Regions from separate parts of the Pan troglodytes genome. Here region 2 is linked to region 1. A link is a contact called in public HiChIP or PLAC-seq data. All regions are on one chromosome and are shown on one strand. Each heading gives the region's core, a stretch centred on a gene start, on an enhancer-like site or on the middle of the called end of the contact. The rest is flanking DNA. Distances are from core to core; before and after follow the strand shown. Region 1 holds the start of HSPBAP1 (HSPB1 associated protein 1). Region 2 holds the start of SEMA5B (semaphorin 5B).

What was found. HiChIP or PLAC-seq counts read pairs in DNA pulled down with a chosen protein or histone mark.
Region 2: a contact with region 1 is called in an H3K4me3 HiChIP or PLAC-seq map of stem cell-derived excitatory neurons, with 3 times the contacts expected there. The contact joins the promoter of SEMA5B here to the promoter of HSPBAP1 in region 1. A contact is called at or near these places in 1 of 7 Hi-C or Micro-C datasets (stem cell-derived neural progenitor cells) and 1 of 1 datasets of contacts at active chromatin or transcription factors (stem cell-derived excitatory neurons).

The regions. Positions count from the first base shown.
Region 1 is chr2:126,055,118-126,058,479 of NHGRI_mPanTro3-v2.0_pri, reverse strand. HSPBAP1 (HSPB1 associated protein 1) reads left to right here and starts at 1,738. Exons shown (of 9, transcript NM_001280177.1): 1 at 1,738-1,932. The coding sequence starts at 1,869. It overlaps SLC49A4 (solute carrier family 49 member 4), which reads right to left and starts at 503. Exons shown (of 11, transcript XR_010155323.1): 1 at 9-503.
Region 2 is chr2:126,290,025-126,293,066 of NHGRI_mPanTro3-v2.0_pri, reverse strand. It overlaps SEMA5B (semaphorin 5B), which reads left to right and starts at 1,581. Exons shown (of 22, transcript XM_016941758.4): 1 at 1,581-1,983.

The sequences.
Region 1 (3,362 bases), core at 489-2,988:
CCCCTCACCTCTCTTGTCCAGGAGCCACATGAACGCGAAGCAGGGCAGGAAGCCGATGGGCCCCCACAGCACGAGCAGCGCGATGTCCCAGCTGGAGAAGCCGTAGGCCTGGCGCGCCGAGTTCTGGATGGGACCCCAGGTGTTCCAGACCAGGCCCTGAACGAACGCCAGCAGCGAGAAGAGCAGCAGCACCAGCCAGCGGCGCCCGTACACCCGCCCGGGAACCGGGACCGCCGCGGGCAGCGCCGCCGCCGCCGCCTCCCGGCTTCTCCAGGAGGCCCCCAGCCCAGGCCCGAGACCGGGCCCCAGCAGCGGCTGCCTCTCCTCTTCGCTGCTCCAGCGAGAGCCCATGGCGACGCGTCGCCCGCGAAGCCACTGCCGGGCGCAGTCCGGGTCACCGCCGACTAGCCCAGCGCAGAATCGTCCGGAGCAGTAGGAGGCGGAGGCTGCTGTGGTCGCCCTCGGCCTCCGGGCCGCGCCTGGTGCGCCTGCGCGGCCCGAGCCGGGCCGGCTGGGAGGCGGGGAGGCGGGGAGGCGGGGCAGGCGGCAAGGAGGCTGGGGTCCGCCCTCCCCTCCGCGGGTGGCGAGGAAACACCGGCGAGAGGAAAGGAGCCAGGTCCCAGACGGAGGGCAGGTAGCGCTGAAAAGGCTACCAGCGCGGCTGAGTCGGGGAGAGGGAAACTCCCAGAGAGGCTGTATTGGAGGAGGTTGGGCAAGGAACCCTGGGGTGTTTGGAGGAAGTGTCCAAGTTAAATCTTGTGCCTAATAAACAACACAGTGACCTGTTAAGTGACCACAGTTAACCCGATGCTTGCTTCTATTTTGGGCTTATTCTCATTTTTGTTGAGTTAGTAACTTCAGAAATTATAGGCGAAGGATAAAGTTTAAGCGTAGTTGGTCCCAGGGGATTATCTCATAAAAATCATTTCTTACGTACAATAAGTACTACCTATTTTTTGTTACTTTTTTGTCTTACATATCCAAAGAGGAGATTCCAAACTAGCCAATTTCATTCATATATATGTAAACTTTACCCATTTCGCCTGCCGATAGGCGAGCAATAAAGTTATGTCCAGTAAAGTTGGAAGATTTTTGCCCCGAAGATCCATCTCCAGTGATTATGATTTGACCACAGGGTAAACGAGAAGAAAGGTGGTTGTTGATCTCTTCACACAGCTGTTTGTTTATTTTGGTATACAAATTCAGAAGCCTGACAGCTGTGGATTAGTGTCCTTGAAAACCTAAGTCAAGCAATTTGGCTTGTCTGGATCGGGAAATGAGTCACAGGGAACGCAATCACAGGATTCTTTGCCCGAGGTTCGTATTTCCCGGCAGCCACTAAAATCAGAAGGAGTCAGGTTACCACCAGAAGGGCAAGAGAGGTGTAAGAGAAGCGTGAGCTAGCCTCGCATTCCAGGCTGCCAAGAGCGGCTCGCGAAAGCTCACGGCAGAGACCCATCCCACCGCCGGAGCCCCACTAAGCGGCAAACCTTCCCCTAAAACTCCAATCCTTTAGGGTGGAGAAAAGCCGAGGTGGAAAGGAAGGATCTGACTAGAAAAGGAGAAACAGAAACGAAGCTAAGACTACAATAAAGAACGCTAAGGTCTGGGTTAGGTAAAAAGCGCCACAACTCAGACCACGTGTTTGTATTTCCACACCCGGGGTATCAAAACAAAGCTGCATGGTCCCGCCCAGCATCCGTCACGTGACCTCCACGTGAGAGCCGGCGTTTCCGTAGGAGCCGGGAGGGAGTCGCCGGGGCTCCTTCCTGTAGTGCAGCTTCGGGTCTCGGAGTTTGGCCCCTACTCTGACCCCACCCCAGCTCCGCTCCGCCTTGGGTTCCGGCAGAACCCGCCTTGCGGTAGCCATGGCAGCAGGCTCCGAGGCGACCACTCCTGTGATCGTTGCAGCTGGGGCTGGAGGGGAGGAAGGTAGGTGCCAGGCTGAGGTCCGACCCTGAGTACAAACCCAATGCCAGTCGACTCTCGTGGCACCCCTCGTGGGGCCGTTTGCCTTAGCCCCAACCCAGGTCTCTCTGGCCTTGCATTAGACTATGAAGAAAAATCTATATTTTCTAGTGAGCGTGGCATTTCTCGAATTGTGGCATCCAGATTTTTGATCGTCGTAGGGTAGCCTACGAGTGCTGTTTCATGCATGGGGTGTTATTTTTGTTTTGTTTTGTTTTATATTTGCCCATCATTAGCTAAATAGAGGTGTTTTGAACGTTTAGAGGGGATTAAAATTAAATTTGTGAAATTGAAGGCAACCTTTGAGATTAATGGAAGTTATCTGAGACTTTTGTGAACAGGGATTATGCGCTTTTATTCTATTTCAGTGAACCCTGGTTTAGCAAGTGGGGATGAGGTTTGGAGGCCCATGAGCCTGAGATCCCTGTTATTATTTATTGAATGATTGCACCGTGCAGGGCTGTGTTCTGAATACTGTCGCAGGATCCAGAGACTTTTTAATATTTATAACAATACCTTTTCCAAAGGAGCCTAGAAAGGAAAAAGAATGACTTACTATGTGGTCACCTGAACTATTCGACCAGTAGTACACTCTGTGAGGGTTGTTAGGAGGAGGGATCTCAGTGGGGAGAACATAAATGCTTCAAGGAGCGAATAGTTTGAGGTCGGCCTTTCTTTTTCTTTTCTCTCTTTTTTTTTTTTTTTTTTTTCTTGTTTTGAGACGGAGTCTCGCTCTGTCACCAGGCTGGAGTGCAGTGGCGCGATTTTGGCTCACTGCAACCTCCACCTCCCAGGTTCAAGCGATTCTCCTGCCTCAGCGTCCCAAGCAGCTGGGACTACAAGCGTGCCACCACGCCCAGCTAATTTTTGTATTTTTAGTAGAGACGGGGTTTCACCATGTTGGCCAGGATGGTCTCTATCTCTTGACCTTGTGATCCGCTGAGGTGGGCCTTTCTGATTGGATGAGATGGTGACAAACTCAGGGAGTGGTGCTGGGGTTCAGGAAGTCAGGGAGCAGAAAAAGATGGATGTATTTAGGGGTCAAATAGTTTGCTGAAGGGGGAAATGCCCATTCCAAGCAGAAGAAACAAATTATAGCCTCCTACTATCTGACCACTTTCTACCAGGGAGACAATTCTTGACCTTCATCTATACCTCCATTGCATTGATCTTGCCATTTTCTATCCACTGCACCCCCTTATCCAGAATGTATGTCATTCCTTTGAAAAATTCTCTTGTCCCTTCCTGCACTTTTTTCTGACAAAACTCTTACTCTGGATGAAGTCAACCTTTTGCCCTCTTTGTACCTGCACCCGTGGGCCTGAACTTTGCTGGAAAAAGTCCTGCACAAATTGATGACCGTATAAAGTGAAAATGACCAAACTCTTGAATAT
Region 2 (3,042 bases), core at 332-2,831, 230 kb before region 1:
CCTATCTCAGCCTGGGACTCTGGGAGAATGGTCCAGAGCTCATTGTCCTTGTCGATAAAATGATAGATTTGGACTCAATATCCCGTGCTGCCTCTTCCAACTTGATTTTTACCCCAATATTAAATGAATGGGCTACCAGACTGGTATGCCCACACATGCCCGTTTCCTTTCTTTTCTTCTCTGCATCTCTGCCTTTGTGTCCAGAACGTGTTTTCCCTTTGCAAGTTTCTCTCCATTCTGCACATTATGAGTTTCAGCATTTCCGTTGCCCTAGAAAGTCTATCTTTGAGATCTTGCACTGTTTCTCTTTTTACAGTGTCTCATAAACTCCCTTCTTGGATTCAGAACCACCCTTTCTTTCCCATTATCCTGTCAAACTGCTTCTTGCCATGGTCCAGGGGTAGGAGGATGGCAGGGAGGAGGTGCTTCTCTGGGGCTCTTAGTGTCTCAATTCTTCTGCTTTATCTGGGTTTTCCTTTACCCAGAATTTTATTATGTAAAATGCTTCACTCAGACTTTGTTCTAATTATCCAATTTTTGGCATACTCTAGAAAGTCTTTTGATATTTTCCTTCCTCCAACTTATCTATTTTTATTTCATAGTTCTCTTTGGTTATCTCTTAGAATCACACTTTCCTGGTTTTAATTTTTCAAATCCTTTGTCTTTCTCACTCGTTCTTAGGTCACCTTTTTTTACATTTTCAAATATATTTTTTGTTCAGCAGAGGGCTCCCTTCCCATCCCTCTTGCAGCCCGGGCAGCTAGGATTTGAAGCTTGCCCCTTGCATCTTTCTCTCCCGCCTTCTAGCCATCAGAAACACTAGATCACTTAAACTTGTAAACAATTCGGCCTCGCTCCTTGTGATTGCGCTAAACCTTCCGTCTTCAGCTGAGAACGCTCCACCACCTCCCCGGATCACTCATCTCTTGGCTGCTCTCCCACTGTTCCTGATGTTATTTTACTCCCCGTATCCCCTACTCGTTCTTCACAATTCTGTAGGGTGCGTATTACTAACCCCAGTTTACAGCTGAGGAAACTGAGGCTTGGAGAGGTTCGCTCGGTATCGCACAGTTTGCAAGGTTAACCCTAATCCGGCCAGTTCTGGCTTTCCAGCCCAGCCCAGCAGCCTAGCCTCCCTCTCTGCCGCTGCAGGTTATAACGGCTCTCCCCCGTTTTACACGAGGTCCCTTCCCCTTCAAATCCACAGGCAGGAAGATCGTTCCGAACTGACGGGGCTGGGGAATGTGGGAGTCCGGAGTGGGGTTTGGGGGAGCTTCCTCAGGCCCGGAGTGTTGGGGTGGGCAGGCCGCGCCGATGGCCCTCGGGGATGTCACATTCGAGATGGGGTGACCGAGAACGGCAAGGCGGGATGTGGCAAACGGCGGCAAGTGCTCGGAGTCCTAGGTCTTGTCGCCGGAATGCCGGCCGGGGAAGGGGCTTCGGCCCACCGGGCTGGTCACCACACTCGGCAGGCCCGGGGCGGGAGTCGGCCGAGCAGCCGCGGGATGCAGGGCGCCCCCTCGCGCTCCTCCGCGCGCCTCGAGGCTGGCGGGTGCAGCGCCCGCCGCGGCAGGTCTGCTCCAGCCCCCTCCTCTTTTTCGCTCCCGCTCCCCTCATTCTCTCCCTTTGCTTGCAACTCCTCCCCCACCGCCCCCTCCCTCCTTCTGCTCCCGCGGTCTCCTCCTCCCTGCTCTCTCCGAGCGCCGGGTCGGGAGCTAGTTGGAGCGCGGGGGTTGGTGCCAGAGCCCAGCTCCGCCGAGCCGGGCGGGTCGGCAGCGCGTCCAGCGGCTGCTGGGAGCCCGAGCGCAGCGGGCGCGGGCCCGGGTCGGGACTGCACCGGAGCGCTGAGAGCTGGAGGCCGTTCCTGCGCGGCCGCCCCATTCCCAGACAGGCCGCCAGCCCATCTGGTTCGCTCCCGCCGCTCCGCGCCGCCCGGGAGTCGGGAGCCGCGGGGAACCGGGCACTTGCACCCGCCGCTGGGAGGTGAGTCCCGGGAGCTCCGGGCGCTTCCCCTGCGCGGGTTGGGGCTGCAACTTGCAAACTTCAGCAACTCGGGTGGGTATCGGGGTAGAGAGGTAGGGGTTCGGGCTCTGGCAAGTTGAAGCCAGGTAGGTGAGGCTGCGGGCGGGAGGACAGGGGGTCCCCTGGCTTCCGCGCCTCCCGCTGCCACCTCGGCTTGAGAGCCCTCAGCGCTGCTGCGTTCCCGCCGCCAGCCAGCTCTGGGTCCGGGTTGCACTGGGCCCTGCCAGGGCTGTGGTCGGCGCATGTGGGCTGCAGCGGCGATGGGGACCCGGGACCCAGGCCTGGAGAAGGAGACGGACGAGTGAGGCTGAGGGACGGAGGGACAGAGGTGCGGAGATGGAGGCTCAGAGAGGGCCGGCTAGTAAACAGCACTGAGGGAGAGTGCGGGCGGCGAGGCGCGTGGGAACGCGTGGCCCGCCCAGAGTGTGAAATCTCCCGCTCAGGGACGTCCCCGCTCCACCGCCGCCGCCTGCGGAGCCGCCGCCCGGATTCTTCCCAGACCCCCCTCCAGGACGCTCTTGCCCTGACCAGGCCTGCGGAGCGTGAACTCTGCCCACCAGGCTCCAGGGGCAGTGGCTCAGGGCCCCGCACTCCCGGCTGGGAGGGTGGAGAGGGGTGCGGCAGCTGGAAGCGGGGACGCGAGCGGCGATTTCCCGATTTATGTTTCTCATGGTAATTTGTCTTTGTGGTTGGGGCTGCCCATTCACTTTCCGCTCACGTCCTGCGGGAGATCCAGCGAGGAGGGAGGGAGCGGGGGGCGCTCGGGCACAGAGAGGGATGCAGACGGGAGAGGGGATGGGGACCCGCGCGGGGCGGGAGCCAAGAGGGAAGTGGTCGCCGGACCGGCGGAGGAAGAAGGCGAGGCTCGAGAAAACCCGGCCCAACGGAGCCGACTCCTTTGCCCACCGCAAACTTTAAACAAGGAGGAGGACCACCTGCAGCGCCGTTCTGGCCCCCTCCTCCCCGCCCCCGCCCCCCACCTCGAGCCCAGTCTTTGGGTAGTTCCGACTGCCCGCCGCG